Regions from separate parts of the Mus musculus genome. Here region 1 is linked to region 2. A link is a contact called in public Hi-C data. All regions are on one chromosome and are shown on one strand. Each heading gives the region's core, a stretch centred on a gene start, on an enhancer-like site or on the middle of the called end of the contact. The rest is flanking DNA. Distances are from core to core; before and after follow the strand shown.

The links. Hi-C and Micro-C count contacts between places; a contact is called where the count stands out from the background.
Region 1: a Hi-C map of bone marrow-derived macrophages shows a contact between it and region 2, with 2.4 times the contacts expected there. The contact joins two enhancer-like sites. A contact is called at or near these places in 4 of 484 Hi-C or Micro-C datasets (the C10 cell line, LSK cells, bone marrow-derived dendritic cells and 1 more).

Annotation. Positions count from the first base shown.
Region 1 is chrX:60,019,976-60,023,041 of GRCm38.p6, reverse strand. All of the region lies in intron 6 of F9 (coagulation factor IX), which reads right to left. Among named protein-coding and RNA genes, the nearest start is that of F9, 22 kb to the right of the region's middle. Within about 2 kb of position 1,516, at least 14 of the 459 cell types and tissues checked have an H3K27ac peak or open chromatin away from gene starts, as enhancers often do. A contact at or near this core is called in bone marrow-derived macrophages, where this site is marked.
Region 2 is chrX:59,691,128-59,694,627 of GRCm38.p6, reverse strand. It overlaps Gm36631 (a long non-coding RNA gene), which reads right to left. Exons shown (of 4, transcript XR_878119.1): 4 at 2,550-2,580. Among named protein-coding and RNA genes, the nearest start is that of Gm36631, 100 kb to the right of the region's middle. Within about 2 kb of position 1,412, at least 6 of the 459 cell types and tissues checked have an H3K27ac peak or open chromatin away from gene starts, as enhancers often do. A contact at or near this core is called in bone marrow-derived macrophages, where this site is marked.

The DNA of each region.
Region 1 (3,066 bases), core at 267-2,766, 330 kb before region 2:
GCCTGGCTTGCACCTTTGGCCTGGGTTGAGGGGTTGAGGGGTTGAGGGGAGGAGTTTGAGCCTGAACTGGGTAGCAGTGCAGCTCAGAAGCCTTAGAGTTCCTAGAAAGTGATCCTGACAGTCTGCTTAGACAGGCCACTTAGTCCCTGGCGACTAGCCAGGCAAAAGAAGTGGAAGCCCTGGAATGGTGTGAGAAAAGAGAGTGACAGCCAGGCTCTGGAAATCCTCTAACCTGTGTCCATGGGTTTCTCATGGATGGATGAACATTCTCTGACTCTCAGGCTAGACCTGCTACTCCAGGGGTCAGAAGAGCTCTGCCAGTTGACAATGCCAAAACATTTGCTCAAACAAGGCTCCTGTAAAAGCTGACCAGCCTAGCAAATGAGTCAGGGACTCAAAAAAGGGTTCTTAATTGAGACCAGACTACCTACCTACAACTTTTACCTGTAAGCTGACAAAGAAACAGATATTTTTCTATTCCCCACCCCCTTGGCAAGATGTGGACAGATCATTTAAATTTGTGTGTGTGTGTGTGTGTGTGTGTGTGTGTGTGTTTGTGTGTGTATGTGTGCATGCTGAGACTTTAACTCAAGGTTACACTGATGCTCCGAAAGCACTCTACTACTGAAATACCACCAGCACCACCAAAACCCTTTAACAGACTAAACATGTCTAGTTCATTCAAACTGTTGGTAATTCCTGATGAAAGAAAATTCTTTGTTCTTTGTGGGATTTCTTTACTCCTGAGTGCTCACTTTGTCCCTTACTCCAACTGACTTCCCCAACAAAAGAATCAAGTCCGAATGGAAAGGCCTTTGGGCAACATCAGCAACTCGAGACACTTTTCTTGGTGACAGTTGCAAATGGTAGTTCATATTTCAGAACCAGAGATGTAGTGTGGAGATCATTGAAGACGTCAGCTCTCACTTTCTCACAATGCCTTGGCCACAACATCTGGGTGCAGTCTTGTCTGTAATTAAATCTAGTTATCCTGGAGAGATGGCTCTGGCACTCTTATCAAGGACATGTTTTGTTTCTAGCATCTCCATCTTGGCTCACAACAACCTGCATCTCCAGCTCTAGGGGAACCGGATGTCTCTGGGAGCCAGGCACAGATGTAGTACACAGACATATGTTCAGGCAAAATATTTATACATGTAGAATAAATAAGCTAATTAAAAACTATAGTACTCTCTTGTGACAGATTACCCAATGTGGCAGAGCTGATCATTTCCCAAGTGAGAAGAGGCCGTGGTTGCTTTCACTTCCTGTTTCTTCTTTGTCTAAGAAACCAGGAGAGGGGGTAACATTTGAAATAGTGCAACCACCACCTAGTAGTCTCTTCTAGATTTACTAAAATTTCTTTAAGAAATTATTTCTATAGGTATTTGCTAAGCATCTGCTCTAAGGAGAGTGGATGGAAAAATACAGATTATGTGACAAAACTGAGACTATGTCCCCCATTTTAGTTCTGGTTTAACTGTGTTTTTTTCTATTTTGTTTAATGAGGGGCAATGTTAACACAACATCTTGGGATTAAAAGCATTCTACCTTATTTAAAGAGGAAATGATGTTGTTAGTCAATAAGTCTCTGGACAAATTGCTTTATGCCCCTAAAATACATGGAGGATCAAAGTTATAGGATTTGGGGGGCGGGGTTAGGGACACTGTGGTGGTTGAAATGAAAGATGTCTTCCCCATAGGCTAGGGCATTTGACCACTTGGTTCCCAGGTATTGGCGCTTTTTGGGGAGCTGGGGCACCTTGCTGGCGGGTGTGCTTTGAGAATCCATCACCTCATTCTACTTCCTGTTTTCTGGCTCTGTCTCATGTTTGTGGTTCAAGATGTGATCTCTCAGCTTCCAGTTCCTGCTGCCCTGCCTCCCCACTGTGATAGACTCTGTCCCTTTGGAATCACAAGCCAAAGTAAGTTCTCCCTTCCTTAAGTCGCCTTTGGTTATGGTGCTTTGTCACAGCAACAGAAAGGTAACTAATCTAAACCACCTTATACATGTATATTAGGGATATAAGGAACAAAAATACACGAGAATGTAAAACAAAACAAAAAAATAGAGTTAACTATACTGATGTCAAATAGAATGAAAACATTACTGTGCCATTACCCAAGAGAGATTGTTTAAAGAAAGGTCACTGAAGAGGATTAGTTTGACTAAGAACAGTGAAGAACAATAAAGCTGTGAGAGCAAAGGAAAGGATGGTGCGGGATAAGGGAAGTAGCTCTGGTATGGTGCCCTTAAGGAGGGCCAGAGGGTATATAAATGTATACACAGTGTATTTTATTGCCTACATGTTTAGTGTCTATATGACTTTCCTCTATCCCCAAATACATGTTTGACATCTGTCATCTAGTATATTATAAAATGGCAGAGTAGCAGACATTTCGAAGAATTCTTGATAGACCCATAGCTAGTATACATAGCTAGTTTCAGAAATTTCTAGTGCTGTTAAATGTGATATTTAGATGCAAACATCTACCTGACCTCCTTAAATTGTAGCTAATTTGATGATTGCAGTGTCATTTAAGCTATCAGAAGTTCATATTTTATTAGAGAAATTATTGTCGTGTGAAGAATCATTGAAATCACTACTAAATTATAATTATGACCCAAGGAGTTTTAAGCTAGAGTAAACCATGATATGTACTATCTAACAGAAATACATGTAATGATGGAAAATTTCTCTTAATACCTGCCTTGTCCAGTAAAATAGTGACCAACTACATGTGGCCATTATTCCCTGGAAGTGTGGCAAAAGTGACAAAGAAACTGAAAAAATTTTAATGTTTTTAACTAGTTAAGTAAAGTATCCACATGTACTGACCCCCAATTTTATGTAAGGTCTGGACTGGCTCCTTTCATTGAGGTAGGAGGTGGCCTGTCTCTCCTCTCTGATGGAATCACTTGGGCTTTGGTTAAATATATAGTTAAGGCTTGGGTTTTGCTCCTAATCTAACTCTTAGTTTAAAACAATATGCACAGGTAATACTGTATATGCAGTTTCTGTGGTGAACACACTTGGAGGACAGCATAGATTGACTCCATTATTT
Region 2 (3,500 bases), core at 163-2,662:
AACCAGGAGCAGAGGCAGAGACCATGGAAGAAAGCTGCTTATTTATTTGGACTTTAGATTTTGCCCAGCTTTTTGTATACCACCTAGCCTCTCCAGCCTCCAGATAGGATCAGTGAGATGGGTCTTCTTACATCAATTACTAATCAAGAAATATTCCTTAGACATTCCCACAAGACATTGTGATTGAGGCATTCCCTAAATTGAGACTATCTCAGATAACTCTGAGCTGTGTGAAGTTGATAGCTGAAGCTAACTGGGAAAGGTCATTTTTAGGATAACAGTCAAATTCACTTGATTCTCTTTCTGTACCTTTTAACTTTCTGACTTCATTATTTTTTGTCTCCACTTCTCCTGGTTGACCTGGAAAGATGAGCACAGGCTGAAGAAACAGGCCCTCCACTGCAAATTGATTTAATAATATATTTAAAGAGAGACTTTCTGTTGAGGATCTATTGTATACCAAGCATCCTAGTTTCATTTCTGTTGCTATGACAAAATACCCTGACCAAAAGTAACTAAGGGGAGAAAGGGCTCAGGGAAGTTAAGCAGAAGAAACTAAGGTCATAACACATCCACAATCAAAAGAGAAATAAATACATGAATACTTCATATTTAGGACTCAAATTCAGGTAATGATGCCACCCAAACTGGGCTGGTTCTTTCCACATCAATTAAGGCAACCAACACAATCCCCAGGGACATGTCCACAGGCTAGCTTGATCAGATAAGCCTTCATTTAGACACTCTCCCCAGGTGACTTTAGATTGTGGCACGTTGAAAATTAAAACTAACGCATCAAGTTTTATGCCAGTTACTTTTATACAGTTTACACATTCCAGTAATTCTGTGAGAAAGGTGTCATCATTATACTGATATATTGATGAGAAAACCCGCACTTAAAAAAATGGAATTGTTTTTTTTTCAAGGCCTCAAACTAGGCAACTGGCAACACCAAACTGTTTATCTCCAAATTCTGGTTTGTTTCCTTTAACCACAACCACCTAAAGCCTAGAAATCTGTTTGAGGACACATGAGCATGGATGCAACTTCTCTCGCTTTGATATTCTACTCGTACTATTTTGTTCAACCTCTAAGCAGCAGCAGCAGCAGCAGCAGCAGCAGCAGCAGCAGCAGCAGCAGCAGCAGCAGCAGCAGCAGCAACAGCAGCAGCAGCAGTTTTCCAGGCTGGGAGGCAGTGTGCATGACATGGATCACCTGTCAGTCACCTCTAATTATGTGGTTCAGCTACTGAATGCTTTACTATCAGAAAGCTGCTCCTTCCTGTCAGTATAAAGCTCTGTCTTCTTTCAAATAACCTCCAATTTAGTACTCCAAATCTTCACTCTAGGTTATTTAGAGGAGGTATTAGTCATACTGTGGTCAGTTTCAGGATCCCCTCTTGCTCGGATTTCTTACAGTGACTTGGTGATTTCTCTTCCTCAATAAAGATCAAAGAATGGAGACTTTTGACATTGGATGGTGTGGAAGACAATTCTAGTACTCACCAGATTTCCTGTTCTACTTTCCTAAAGCATATCTTAACTACAATTTTAAGATTCCTGTATAAGTTATAGCTGTGTAATCATACCATAAAAATAGGCATGAATATTCATGTGCACTATGACCATATTAGACCATCATATGCTCATGTGAGCCTCTGTTCAAGGTCCTCTATATGGATGTAATGGAGAAAACACTGAGAAATTAGTGAAAGCTTGGTCCTGGATCACAATGTGAGAGACACCCAGCAATGAAGACTTGTACCGGATTGTGTTCTGAGTTAGAAATAACTTTTTCCTATGAGAAAAACTAAGCAGATTCAGCATGTTGTAGTTGACTCATAGAAGATAGTTGTATTTAATAATTGCTGCACCCAAGATTCAGGGAACACTGCAGAAGAAGAGGAAGAAAGATTTCAAGAGCCAGAGGAGTAGGAAGTCTACTTTGAGAATGTATCCCCCAGAAATAGCATGGATGCTACAGCATGATACTTCAATAATAACCCTGTCTAAAGAAAACCCAAACAATGAAAATATCAATACACATAGTCACGAGGATGGAAAATATTCCACAGTAGGGGTCCCTACCCTAGACAACCAGGAATTACTGCTGAGAGAGAAAATTAGTCTTTCCTAGAGATAAACCCCTAATTGGTTATGCCATACAAAGGGCCAGCCCTGAAATCATGTATATAGAACAAGAAAAATGAATGCAGCAGATTGTATTTATATATCTATGCATTTATATATGTAACAATAATAAATAAATAGAGGTCATAAATTTGAGAGGGAGTAAAGGAAACAGGAGCGTTGGAAAGGGGAAAGTTTAGTTCTGATAATTGTAATTACATCCTAATTTTAAAAACTTTAAAAGTTCGTGGTAATGCAGATGATATTTGGGCTATAGAGAATAGTTTTATTTAATTAATACAGAGGAAAAGAATTTCTGGATTCCCATAAAGTATGTCAAGGAAGGACATTGAAGAAATAAATAAAATCAATGTCACTGATGAGACAAGTGAGATACAGGGTAGAAAGAGTAACTCACTCACTCTCTTTGTTTATATGCTTCCTCTTCCACCTGGAAAGTAAGCAACAGAAAGTTACAAAGTGAGATCCTTTCCTCTCCATGGAAAGCTGAAAAAAGTAGAATATGATAAGGATAATGCCATCTATGCACATACAAGGGCCCTGATAAGCAGCAATGTCACCCCACCCTATGGAATGTCTCTAAGACATTTTTAAAACACACTCTAATTTGTCATTGCCACTACTGAAGAATGGAGAACAGTTATCCTTCTGTATCATCAGTCCTCTCGGCTATCTTAAGATCAACCTGTCCTTCCAAATGTCAGCATCAACTGTGACCTATGATAGTTACTGTAAACAGAACTAACTCACTGGAGGAAAGGGAATGTGTGTCGTTTGTATGAGAAAACCTAACAGAGATGGGGCAGGTATACACAGTTTTATCTATCTATCTATCTATCTATCTATCTATCTATCTATCTATCTATCTATCTATCTATCTATCTATTCTTAATATTTGGATCAAGTGACATTGAACTCAGCCAGTTGTGGCGTCATTCTCTATTGGATCTGGAGGACATTTTGTTCAGAGTCTTCAATATGCAAGTGATATAGCTGTTCATCCTCCCATAGTGTATTAGATTCAGAGTAAGAATTGTACCACAGCTGACTGTTCTTGGCCCTCTTAAAGCAAACTTGGGGTTTATAATCCCATAAAGATGAGAAGTTATTTTAATGTAATACATCGTTTTCTCTACTGTGCTTAGCAATGTATCTTCCCCAAACTCAGGAAACCATGGAAATACAGCCAAGTGAGTAATCTTTTGTGTATATATTTATTTGAATATATCAGAATGTTGTAAATGAAGTGTTTCTTTCTGAAATATAAATTTGGAGGTTTGCCTGAAATCATGCCAATTTTCCCTCTGTTGTGTTAAGTAAGAAATGTGTTCCTTAATGAGTGACTAATAG